Regions from separate parts of the Sus scrofa genome. Here all the other regions are linked to region 1. Evidence: chromatin contacts called from public HiChIP or PLAC-seq data. All regions are on one chromosome and are shown on one strand. Each heading gives the region's core, a stretch centred on a gene start, on an enhancer-like site or on the middle of the called end of the contact. The rest is flanking DNA. Distances are from core to core; before and after follow the strand shown.

Region 1 (3,993 bases), core at 480-2,979:
AGTCCTTTTAAGTTAACCTGCCCTGTGCCCTCATGCTCTCAAATTGAAATTTATGACATGAGTTTGTAGATAATAAAACCATTTTTAAAGCTCTTCTGCCTCCTTTACTCTATGGGCTTCCTTTTTAGAACCTGAGAAGTGGCCTTTGCTGCTTTTCACCAGGTGAAGGAAAACACAGGGCTCACTGTCAAAAGGGGCCAAGCAACGGACTCCTCCACTCCCGCCTGAGAGGAGGAACCCAGGGGAAGACAGTCACCTATCCAGCCATCAGGGTCAGTCAGAGCACACCGGTTCCCTCCAGCCAGGAGGTCCTCAGCTGGGTGTGCTGTCCTCTTGGACTCTGAAGTCAACAGCAATGACCCTTGAAGCTCACTCTGCAAACAAGCCTGATCCAAGGACAGGACTGGTCCACCTTTCCTGACAGCCCTGCCACCAGACCGGGGAGAACCTGCAGGACAGACCCTACAGTAAGGCAAAGGAATCCCATCCTGAGCATCAGGAACCCAAATGTAGGCCTCACAGCCTCCCTCCCTTCCACCTAACCATCCTCAGCCTAAAAAGCAGCCTCTGTGATGAAGGAGAAAGATTGTAGCCCTGCTCTGCCTCAGATTCACTGCCTGGCTTTAGAAGTCCCTTCCCGGGATCAACTTCTGAATTTATATATTTCTATACAGAAAAGTGGGGAGTAGGCTAGGTGGGGGAAGGTAAGGGCTAGTTCTGAAGCTACATTTACAAGGGATTTCATCTTGATTTTATGTTCACCTGGAGAAAGGGTGAAGATGGGAGTTTAAGGTCCCCCCAAGTCACCCCTTGGTACTGCTACTGTGCCCTCTGTTCTCTGAGCCTCAGTTTTCCCATCTGTAAAAGAGATTGCGCAGACAGCAGTCCAGTAACTCGGATTCCGGAAGAATCAGGACAGAGGGCAGACATCGGCCCTTCCACTTACCCCCAAGCCCCCATCACCCTAAACACCCCGGCACCCTTAGGGGGACCCAGAGGACGGACGGCAGCACCCACCCCCGGGGTCGGAAGGAAGTGCGTGCGGTGAGCGGTCCCGGGCGTCCGGCCGGCGCGGGGTACTCACGGGTCCCCGCGGTCCGGCCCTCGGCCGCGGCAGTGGATGGGGTTGAGCTCGTCCTGGGGAAAGGCGTGCGCCATGTAATTGTCGTAGCCGAAGACGAACATGCCTCGCGCCAGGTCGCGCATCTGTGCGCGCAGCTGAGGCGGGAAGGCACCACTGTAGCGCTTCTCGTACTCGTCCCGGCCGCGGTCCCGGCCGCCCAGCACGTAGCCCCAGTGGGCCGGGCCACACACACCCGGCCCTGGCCGCCGCGGAGCCCGCCGCCGCCCCGCAGACGCTGCCGCCGCCGCCGCCGCGGGAACCGGCGGCTGCAGCCACGACGGCCCCCCAGGCGTCCCCGGCCTGCCCGCGGGCCCCGAGGCAAGAGACGCGGGGCCGTCGGAGCCCCTCAGGCGGTGGAAGCCGAAGCTGAGCGGGAAGCGCTGGTAGAAGCCCATGCTGGGCCCCAGCCCGAAGACAAGCCACAGCACTCCATGGAGGCCAAGCCGGAGGAGCACCAGCCCCAGGACGAGCGCTCGCCATTGCATGGTCGCGCGGGCGCCGCGGGCATTATTTTAAAACGCTGGGGACCTTCCCCGCCGACCACCGCACCCCACGTCCGCCTCGTAGCCCCGCTCACTTCCCCTTTAAGGAACTTCCCCGTGACGCACCAGGAACTGGCCCATTGTCCCCCACCCCCAGCATTCCGGGCCCAGCCGGCCAGGCCCCGCATTCGCCCGCCCAGTCGCCCGGATTGGCCCGGCCCCGGCCCGGCCTCGCTGTGCGAGGCGTGGGACTCCCTCAGGCGCCATAGGCCACCTGGTTGCCCCCAACGCCACGAGGCCCCGCCCCGTCCTTTCGGCCCCGCCCCCAGGGCGGTCCGGAGTCGGCTGGGCTGGCGTGGCGAGTAGGAGCAGCTCGGGCTCCGGAGGAGGGAACTTCCAGCCAATGGGAGCGCGGCACGGAACCTGCAGCTGAAGGCTGGACAGGGACGTGGCCCAGGACCCGCCCCGCTCCAGTAGAACCGGCTCCGCGCTGGGACCGGAGCTGTATGTTAGGGACGGTAACAATTAAGACATAAGGAACAAGGAACGAAAAAAGGACATTTCTATATAAGGCAGCTACTTTGGCATACCAAGGGCAAGTTTTTTTTACATGGTGGGGGGTGGATGTTGCCGTAAAACGTTATCTTGAATTACTTTTATTAAAACACCCTAATTTGTTTTCTTTTAACTTAAAATTTGAACCCTTTTTATTAAAACGCCCTAACTTGTAAGAAGCGCTCACGGTGACTGTAAAATACACATTCCCAGGTCCTGTCCTAGACCTATAGATAGAGGGCCCGGGCAATGTGTCTAACAAATACGCTTCGGCAATTCTTAGTATCCGACAATTCCAGGAAATACTGAGTTAGGTTGAGTTGCCTTTGTCTCAGAAATACGACTATTTTTAAAAAAAGATACAGAAGAAAAATGCAGGGGGGAGGAGTCAAGGCTGCTTGCCGCCACCACCGATTATTTTTACCAGATCTATTCAATCATATCACCATCTCTCCTGTGCACTGTAGCAGTGACCTAACCTTTGACGTGTGGGATAGGTTCCTGGTCAAATCACTTTACCTCTTAGTATCTACTTACCATAATAAGCAAGGTTGAAAATGTCAGCTCTGAAGGGCTATTGCTTTCATGTAATGGCTCAACGGTTTGGGGGTTTTGTTTTCTTTTGTTTGCCGCATTTGGAAATGTCTGCTAAGATTTGCCCTCCTTAAGTTTAGACCATGTGCCTATTATACTGAGGTTCCTGAAAAGCTCAGGAAGCAAGACCTGATGAGTGGCTCAAGCCAGACTGGCAGAATAACCAAGGGAGTGACTAAGAAGATGACAGAGTAGTCATGTGGCACATTCTCAGGGTCAGAAGACTTTTAGCAATACAGAGGAGGTATAATGGAGACTCCCTGAGAAGGAGCCTGAAGAAACATGATTGTAACACAGGTGGCTGGCACATAGTAAGACCCTTTTTGTTGATTGACCCTTATTCCTGTCCAAAATACCGACAGGCCTGCCCAAGCATCGAAGGAATGTAAAAAGAGTTTGAGCCAGGGTCTTTTGCCTACAGGTATTCTTTTCCTACTTTTCACCTAGGGACCCTGATGAAAGTTCAACATCAGGGCTTGATCCTGAACGTTCAGGTCTGCCTTCTTGAAACTTGCAAACTGAATATGAATATTAAGGGTCATGTTATATATTTCCTTCATAAGTTATTGCAAATTTTTACTTACCAGCAGTCAACTACAAACCACATTGATAATAGCTCCTGTCTTCATACTGGAGACAAACTCTAATAACAAATCTTTTTCATAGCCAGAGAAAACCCTCTAACTTCTAAAAGACGCTTTTCATGGAAAAACTGACAATAGCTGCCAGCCATATACGTCTGGCAAGTTTCAAAATACTTTCCACATGTGTTCTTATTTAAGCTTCACAAAAAACCTTGTAAGGTGTAGTCCACAAGCCATAAGGGAAGAAGTCAGGTTGGGGGAACTCAAGTTCTCCAAGTGAGTTGGCTCTAGGAAGAAAAAAAGGCAGATCAGGCTGGTCTTTCACACTTTCGTCCCAGTTTACTGAAACCAGCTAGCCCTCAAAAGCCAAGAAAGACTGGTCTTTCTACTCTTCCCAAACCAGCAATGCTGACATTAGTGTCCTGCAAGGCACATCCCAGGATTCAGGGGCCATAGTCAGAAAATGTTTTCTCCTTGAATTAAGCTGAACCAAGGGGGGACAGAGGTAATTGTGTTAGCTCTCTATATTAGACTAGACACCCCTCAAGGTAAATGTGCCTGAAAAGACTGGGACAACACCCATATCCAATTAGAAAGGCCAATCTTAAAAACCAACTCTTTAAGAAACTGTTTTGTACTGGGTCGTTCCACAAAG
Region 2 (4,182 bases), core at 426-2,925, 640 kb after region 1:
TTTCAATTGGCCAGCAACCACTTTCATTTCTTGCAAGCAAACCGACCCTGATTAAACACCCATTCACAGTAAGAAAAAAGAAAGTGACTATTTTTGAAAGAGGCAGGCAGATAATTTTTGCTTACATATCTTGGCAGATGAAATGCACTGCATCCTTCAGAATTTAAATCTTCAGCACACCACCTGGCAAGTTCAGTTCTCAGGTCACCAATGGGCATCCCTTGTACTGCTCCATTTAATGTTGTTGTGAGGGTTTTTCTTCCCTCCTGTCAGAAACCTGGCTGCTTCACTTCTGAGCCAGGACCAAAAGCCCTAGGCAGGACCATCCCCTGGTTATCATCAGCTCCCTAAAGCCCTCATCCAAGGTGGTGACAAATTTTGGAGACTGAGCCATGGAATTTCCCTTTCTTTCCTGCTCCCCTTCTCCATGGCTCTTTAGAGAGAACTTAAAATAGGCTAGGACAAAAACTTATTATGGACTACAGCTCTAAGGCTTCCACACTTACCTGACCCAGGTCAGGCACTCTGTTGCCAAAACACGCCCAGCCAGGGGTGCGAGTCCTGTTCCTCTGTAGTCAGCTCCTGCATATTAAGAAAGAAGACTGAATATAAGATTGGCTGATGATGAGTCCCTAATAGAAATTCTCAAATTCCACACTTCCACTTTCTTTAGGCTCTTTCCTGGAGGGACAAACCCCCTCCCACCTACATACACACACACAGGGCCACCGCCACCGCCAAATTTGACGGGTGTGTTGGTGGGATCAAGAGGTGAAGGTTACAGGTAACTTCGCCTATTTGTTTCTAATATGTAACTGATAAGTGAGACTAGGAACGCACAAACTTCCAGTGTGCCGGGAAGATCTGAGACTAAGGGAAGTGTTTGGCAGATCCCAAAGCACTTGTTTCCCGGAGCGAAGGCCAAGTATCTGAAGCCCGCATCCTCATCGGGCGTGAGCTTCGTCCACACTTGGTCCTTCACCGCTCCTCGGGTTTTCTTCCGTTTTTTAAAACCCTCTTCACCGGGACCCCCAAATGCATTATTCTCCCAACCATGCAGCACGAGGGAGGGCTACATTTTAAGAAAGATTATTTCCTTGAGCGGACTCACAGAGGACATCCCCACGCCCCCCCCCCCAAAAAAAAAAAAACTATTTCCTGCAGCTGCTGCAACAGTTTCCAACTTGGGGGAATGCCATTCCAATCCAGAATGGGTAGTCCTCAAAGCCAGGCGATGGAGTTGAGAATTTTTTTTTTAACCTCAAATGAACCCCCCCCCAAAACGTCCTCAGTAAAAGAACCCCCAAATGCACGCAAGTGCATGCAAATCCACCAAGAACTACCAAAAAGCGAGGCAAAAACTTCTGCGCCCGGGGGGACAGTACCAACTCCCCGCGCCCTCCGCCCGGCCCCAACCTCTACCTTGGTGCCCGGGGAGCCACGCCGGTTTGGGGGAGCAGGGCGAGGAGAGGGGTTAGCGGCTGCTGGGTAATCCCATGTCCGCGAAGAGGGAGCTCGTTCCGTTAGGATGGAAGCGGAACACCCACACCTCCTCTCGGCGTGCGCTTTCTCTCTCTCCACCCTCTGCCTCCTCCTCCACCACCACCACCTCCTCCTCCTCTCCTCCCACCCCAGCAAGCTTGAGGAAACGCTTCAGCAGCACATCCACATGGTTACTGCACTTTGAAGCGGCTCCTGGCAGCTTATATAGGCCGGGAAGCTCCCTGGGCAATGTAGTCCGAGCCCAGGGTCGTGGCGGCGCCTGGGGCCGCGGTGACGAACTACAAGTCCCAGAATCCCATGGGCTACCGGGCTGAGCTCTAAATAGACGCGCGCGGGGACAGGGAGGGGCGTCCTGCCCCGCGCCGAGGCTTCAAACCCGGTTCAGTGCTGGGAGCTGGCTGGACTTGGAGACGGCGACCCAAAACTACCCCTGGAGGGCGCCCCCAACCCTTGGGGACGCTCCTCCTTTGGCTGTCCCCTTTCCCTAGAATCCAGGTGTCCCTGGTAGCAAGGGGCGAGAGGAGCTCGGATTTCTGCTTTGGGAAGTTTTTACAAGCTGTTACCCACCCTCCCCCCGCTTTGAGTACCAGAGCCAAGAATTTCAGAAATCCAGGGCACGAAAAAGCCAGTGTTTGCGGTCAAGGATTAAAGGCGCGAGGTTGTCTTTATTTAATCTGCTCCGCCCGGTTCGGGTTTGCACAGAAAATTAAGTCTGGGAGCAACACTAGCAGGGACGCTGGCAAGTGGCTAGAGAGCACTTTCCTGAACCCGAACTGCATGTGTCTTTCCTCGCCCCGCAGGAGGTATAGAAACTTAAGCCTCTCGGTGTACAAATAAAGGAACCGAGTTTTGACTTGCCAGGGCTGGGATTGGGAAGCAGAAAATAAATACAAACCGCGACCTCGGTCCTGACCCTGCTTCTAGCAGCCCCTCTGCTCCTGGGAGCTGTAAATGCTTAAGTAAATAAACCGCAAACCAGAAAAACAAGGGCTTTGGAATGAGTAGCTTACACAAAGATGCGCGTTCAGGCGGGGTGCCCTCCAGCAGCTCCCACAGGGGCTTCGGGGGCAAGATGGGTTTCAGCTCACTGCTCAGGAGAGCCTGGACGTCCCGGGTTACAATCTGCTTCAGACTCTGGTTTTTGGAAGAAGGGCAGAAGCTAAGTTCGGAGGCCAAGTCTGCCAGATGCCCTCCCTGCCTCAGACGATGTGCGTTCATTGCAGAAACGTTTCCTGAGAATCTACTGGGTGCCAGGCACTGGGGCATGGTAGTGAGCCAAAACCACATCATAGAATTCCGAACAGACACAGCTTGCCACCGCATAGATCTGCTGCAACAACAATGGTAATAATAATTAGGCAGATTTTATTGAGTCCAGACCACATGCACTTTTCATGCTTAAAGCTGTTAAGTTTTAACAACCGTAGGCATATGTATTATCCCTATTTGACAAACGAGGGCTCAAAGAAATCAGGTAACTTCCCAAGATGACACCATAATTTAAGTAGTGCAGCCTGGATTTCAATTCCAGTCTATAAATGTACCAAGTCCTTGTCTTTGGGGAAATCCATCACCACTGCCTTAAACAGCCTCCCTCCGCATTTTAGGAGTAGCCTCTGAGCCCTTGGGCAAGTCATCTTTATCTCTTTGCCCTAGTTTTGCCATCTTAGAGGAAGAAAATCATCACAATTTGCCAACTTCCTCTCAGGATTACTTGATACAGAGTCAACAGTGTTGTGGAACTTCAGGAACAAATTAGGGGAGCACCATGGCAAATAATTATTTCTGACATTATAATGCCAAATCTAATAATAATTACTGAAATTTGCTGGACACATCCCATGGGCCAGGCATTATTCCAAACTTTTTACATATATTATCTCGTCAAATCCTATTAACAAACCACATTTTTTACTTAGGACACTGAGGCACAGAGGGGTTAAGTAATTTTCCTCAAGTCACACAGAGGGTAGGCGTCTGACTCCCAAAACTGGGACCTTAACTACTACCCTCCACAGCTTCCCCAAAGTAAACAAGAGCATTGTATTTTTCTGCTCATATAAGCATGTATATGCATCTGGGAATGGTTATCACATTCACTCTTCTCCCCTCCTCTCTTTCACCACTGTCCTCTGGTCCCTAGGCACTAAAGCCTTATTCCTAATGCCTCAGGCTACCACTCCCATCAGCAAGAATCTCCCCCACCTTGTCACAACAAAGGGGTCCACACCTCTCCCATCTGTCCCCTCTCTTCTTCTCCCCCAGGAAAACAATCTGTTCCATTTCTAAAGGGTTTTTGGCTCTACTAATTCAAACAAATTCAACAAATCAGTCTATGCAAATGTGAGTAGTAAATACTAAAGGATGATTTTTTCCTGTGCTTCTAACTCAGAAACACAGTGGGATTTTTAACATGGGTTTGCTGAATAAAACTTGATGGTGTCTGAAAGCAGGAGTTGGGTGATTTTCATAATAACCATGTAGTGGACACTTGACCTTTAGCTGCTTCCTTCACTGTCTTCCTGCCTAGATCACAAATTTCACTGAAGGCAGGATCTGTATTTTATTTTATTTTATTTTATTATTTTAACAGCTTTTTTTTTTCCTTTTCCTGTCTGTGCCCACGGCATGTGGAAGTTCCTGGCTCAAGGTTAGAACCTGTGCCACAGCAGCGACCCA
Region 3 (4,379 bases), core at 1,812-4,311, 790 kb after region 1:
AGTAAAGACAGAGCTCAGTACTGACAATGTATGTGATAAGGGCTATAAATTTTTAATTATTTTCATTGTGCAGATGAAGAAACTCAGGCTCTGAAAAGTGGCTAAGATGGCTAAGCTTTGAACCTAGCTCTCTTACCTCCAAGTCTAGGGTTCTTTCCACTCCAACATCCTTGTTTTTTGTTTTGTTTTGTTTTTTTGGTTTTTTTTTTTTTTTTTTTTGGTCATTCCTTGTTCCTTAAGCTACATAAAGGCCAAGCTCAAAGGGGTGAGAGTGCTGGAGCAGAGAGTGCTTTGAGGTAATAAAAGTAGTGAACATTGATTGAGTTCTTTCAGCAAACCAGGACCTGTATTTTACTTGTAATTCTTAAAGCAATCTGGAGAGAGGTATTATTATTTTAACAGCCCACGGGAGGAATCTAAGGCTTAGCTCAGCCTAGTTTATATTTGCCAAACAGCTCACAGCATAAGGGAACCTCAACTAAGTCTGCCTCTAAGGGCTACGTTTTTAAACATGACACTAGGCTACGATCTGTTGATAGGCCCTATGCCTCATCTTACAGACAATACACCTGCGACCAGAGAGGCAAGTAAATTTGCCCTGGATGTTTCAGCGAGTTCTGGGGACAGAACCAAGACAAAAATACAGGCTCTCATGGCTCTTTGCAAGTAACCTCAGGAAACCTCAGGTTTTGCCTTCAGAGAATTACTAGACTATGGGCCTCCAAGACTCTCTTAAGCTCATTGCCAGGGTTAAGAGAAAAAGGCCGAAACCTGTGAATTTAAGAGCTATTCCTGCGCGCAGGCAGCTCTGCGATCGGGGAAGAAAAAAGGTCAAGAAATTGGAGAAACAGCGATAAACATGATATTCATCCACTGAAATAGGACCACAGGCAGTAACTGCGCACCTAGTCACCTAACGCGCTGCCCAACCTTTCTCACTCTATCTGAACCGGCGCTAACCCCGCCCCCCAGGGCTGCGCACGCAGCTCTCGCGAGCTCCCATCCCCGCCCTCTACAAAAAAGTGCCAGCCGGCTCTTGGGGGTCAGGGGGCGCCGGGCTCAGCCTTCCTGCTGCTCAGGCCCAGCCCCAGACCCTACCCCGTACCTGGAAGGGCTCTGGCCCCGCCCCTGACGGCCAAACGCTCACAGGCAAATTCTCCAGGCCGCGGGCCACGTCCGGCCGCTCCATCAGGGCTTCAGGTACCTTCCCGGACTCTGCCATCCCGAAAGGCCACTTCACAGCTCGGGGGCACGTTCTGACCCGACTCAGAGCTCCCACTGTCCATCTAGACTGTCTTGCGCCTCGCAGAGGAAGCTGGGAGTTGGGTGCGGGGGCCCCATTGCCTCATGGGAGTCGTAGTTCTCTGTTACCACTGTCCTGTGGAGGCGTCTCCTCCCTCGACCCTCAGCTTCCCTCGACTTTTTGGTCTGGCTTGCTTTTTGTTTGGGGCCAGACGCAGTACCAATAATACAAAACCTTATAAGGTACAGAGGAAACTTTGGGAGCACGGAAGAAGTGCTTGGCTTTTTCATGTGAGCTCAGGGAGGGCGTAGAGGAGCGGTGGTTTGACCGGGTGTCCGAGGGCTTGGAGGTTTGCTGGCGTGGGGTAGGGGCGCGTCCTAAGCTCAGTGGGGTGGTACTCCTGGGTCTGAGGTTCTGGAAGTTGAGGGCCAGTTGCGGGGCGTGAGATGTGGTTTGCTATAGGGGCGGAATAGCCTGACCGGGCGTCAAGAGGCTGTGTGGGGTCCGCGCACTCCCTGACTGGGATTTCTGTTCCCTCTCTGCACCCCCTGCTCTGAGGAAACCAATCCTTGGCCCGCAGAGGGTTCTGGTAATTTCGAAATTGCTCAATTAGGTGGAATGTTATCAACCTTCCCAAAGCTCTGTGACCCGGTTGTTGTGACGCCTCCACGTGAAAGCCTCTCAGCGCAGCCAGTCTGGCCCCCTGTCCTAGGTGCGCTTGCCCTGCATACCAGCCGTCTCGCTCTCTTGTCCTGCTCTCTTGTCCTTTTCCTGCCGTACTCTGGCATGGGGGCGGGTGTCATTAGGGTTTCTGCCCCTGGTCCCATTCTCACCTCCACTGGGCATCCTCAGTAATACCATCTACTCTTACGCTTCAAATATCTTGTAAAGTACTAGGCTCCAGCCCAGACGGGAGATGGAGATCTGGTTTTGGATATCCAATCAATCATTGGACATTTCTGTTTTCTGTCTTACCTGAAGCTCGGGATCACAATGACCTGAGTTAATTTATTCGTCTGTGAATTTTCCTTTTCTTCATTTAAACTGGGAGAATAATCCGTCTATAATCTCCAGAGCTACCTGAAAGCAACACACGGAAGCATTTTCTTGAAACCCTTTCTCTCCTTAGAACGCCATGGCTAAGAATTTCCTGGCCAAATCTTGATTTTACTTTCATAATGTTTTTCATTTTCATTTCTTTTTAGGCTCTCATTTCTGGCTTGCACTCTTGGAGTGATTTCTACTCCCCAAACCCCCAATCTAATGTTCTCCATATCCCTAAATCACCTTACTGCTGGTTCTACAATGATCTTTGGAGCATACACATCCAATTATTATATCCTGCTGCTTAAAATCCTTTGTTTGCTCCTTGTTTATCTCAAAGTCTACCTATATTCTGGCTTATCAGGTCTGGAAGATCCAGCACCTACCTTTCTCTTCCTTCCTTCCTCCCTCCTCCCTTCTTCCCTTCCTTTCACTGCACTGGTGGCATGTGGAAATTCTGAGGCCAGAGATTAAACCCGCATCACGGCAATGACCCTGGCCAGTGTGGTGACAACACTGGATCCTGAACCTGCTGTGCTACAAGGGGACTCCAGACCCTACCTGTTTCTTTGGTCTATCTTTTGAGCCCCTTGCTCTATTTTTCCTTAACCGGTGGTATTGGGTTTCTGCTATCTTTGTTCACATTTTTCTCTGTCTCCAGTGCCTTTCCCCCATAATGTCGGTCCATTCAGCTCATGTCCCCTTCTCTATATCTTTACTGACCTTGTTTCCTATGTCATTGGTTACCCTTTTCTTTGTTCTCCCATTTTACTCTATGAGTGGTTTTCTCATAATCTCTGCAACTTTTTGGTATACTCATAGGCAGAGCTCTTCTATTGAGGTCATGAAAATTATTTATACATAGGAAGAGAGAAAGAAACAGGGAGATAGAAATGTTTCGTTTTAACTTAAATACACTTAACCCTTGAACAACATGGATTTGAACTGCCCAGGTCCACTTATATGTTTATTTTTTCCAGTAAATACCAGAGCGCTAAACAATTCAAAGTTGACTGAATCCATGGGTACAGAACCCTGGATATAGAGGGCTGACCATACAGTTAGTTGTATAGGGATTTTTCAACAGTATAGAGGGCTGGTACCCTTAACCCTTGCAATGTTCAAGGGTCAGTTGTAATTTTGGTATATATTTGCAAGTCTTTTGATGTAGGGCCAAGATTTTTGTTTGTTTTTGTTTTTGGTATATGGGTCTACTGATTAGAATTCCATGTCATGCTTACTTTGAGTTCCAGTTTGGGTGTCTCTAAAGTGGAACAGGAACTAAAAGATGCTGAAGCTATTTGAGCTCATGGTCTGTTTTTTTCTTCCCTCCAGTATTTTAAACTTTTCTTAAAGCTATATCAGTGGCAAAACATTTTTTTTAGTGACCTTCCTTTTTGTCAGGTTTTTCCAGAGTATGTTACTTAGTTTTCCTGGAAGGGAGCAACTTCTTGTACTCATAGTTCATCATCATTTCTTTACCTCTTATAATGAGTTATACCTGGCATTTAAGTGACTTAGTTCAGGCTGCTGTAACAGACGGCACATAGACTAGGTGGCTTAAACACCAGAGATTGATTTCTCAGAATTTTTGAGGCTGAAAATCTGGGATCAGGGTGCCAGCATGGTTGGCTTCTACGTGAAGGCCCTCTTCCTGGTTTGCAGACGGTTGGTTGTCTTCTCTTTGTATCCTAATGTGGGGGAAATAGAAAGGATTGGTTATCTTCTTCCCCTTATAAGGATAGTAATCCCATCATGGACGCTCTACACTCATGACCTGAAAGGTCCTACCTCCCAGGTCGAGCCACAGCCACCGTAGAAGCAACACCCAGTAGTTAGGCTGTGAGCCACAAGGGAAGTCTGGTCCCCCCTCCAGATATCATCAAAGTAGATCTTTAACATCTGAACTTTAGAGGGACAAAAACGTTTGTTCTGCAGCAAATAGGTTTGGGAATAGACACGTGGATCAGGCTTATCATGTGTATCCACAATCAGGTAAGAAAGTCACTTAATTTTGCACTGAAGTACACGCCTGATATAAACACCAATTTTTAAGAGCAGATTTAGAGGGAGGGAGATAAAGAATTTGATT

The links. HiChIP or PLAC-seq counts read pairs in DNA pulled down with a chosen protein or histone mark.
Region 2: an H3K27ac HiChIP or PLAC-seq map of alveolar macrophages shows a contact between it and region 1. The contact joins the promoter of ITPR1 here to the promoter of EDEM1 in region 1. A contact is called at or near these places in 1 of 47 Hi-C or Micro-C datasets (alveolar macrophages) and 2 of 2 datasets of contacts at active chromatin or transcription factors (alveolar macrophages and skeletal muscle).
Region 3: a contact with region 1 is called in an H3K27ac HiChIP or PLAC-seq map of alveolar macrophages. The contact joins the promoter of LOC100514009 here to the promoter of EDEM1 in region 1. A contact is called at or near these places in 1 of 5 promoter capture datasets (liver), 1 of 47 Hi-C or Micro-C datasets (heart right ventricle) and 1 of 2 datasets of contacts at active chromatin or transcription factors (alveolar macrophages).

Annotation. Positions count from the first base shown.
Region 1 is chr13:61,701,337-61,705,329 of Sscrofa11.1, reverse strand. It overlaps EDEM1 (ER degradation-enhancing alpha-mannosidase-like protein 1), which reads right to left and starts at 1,729. Exons shown (of 11, transcript XM_021069286.1): 1 at 1,085-1,729. The coding sequence starts at 1,603.
Region 2 is chr13:61,065,624-61,069,805 of Sscrofa11.1, reverse strand. It overlaps ITPR1 (inositol 1,4,5-trisphosphate receptor type 1), which reads right to left and starts at 1,675. Exons shown (of 59, transcript XM_021069282.1): 1 at 1,423-1,675; 2 at 507-582.
Region 3 is chr13:60,913,094-60,917,472 of Sscrofa11.1, reverse strand. It overlaps LOC100514009 (histone-lysine N-methyltransferase SETMAR), which reads right to left and starts at 3,061. Exons shown (of 3, transcript XM_013981913.2): 1 at 1,106-3,061. The coding sequence starts at 1,222. It overlaps LOC110255178 (a long non-coding RNA gene), which reads left to right and starts at 1,067. Exons shown (of 4, transcript XR_002338059.1): 1 at 1,067-1,200.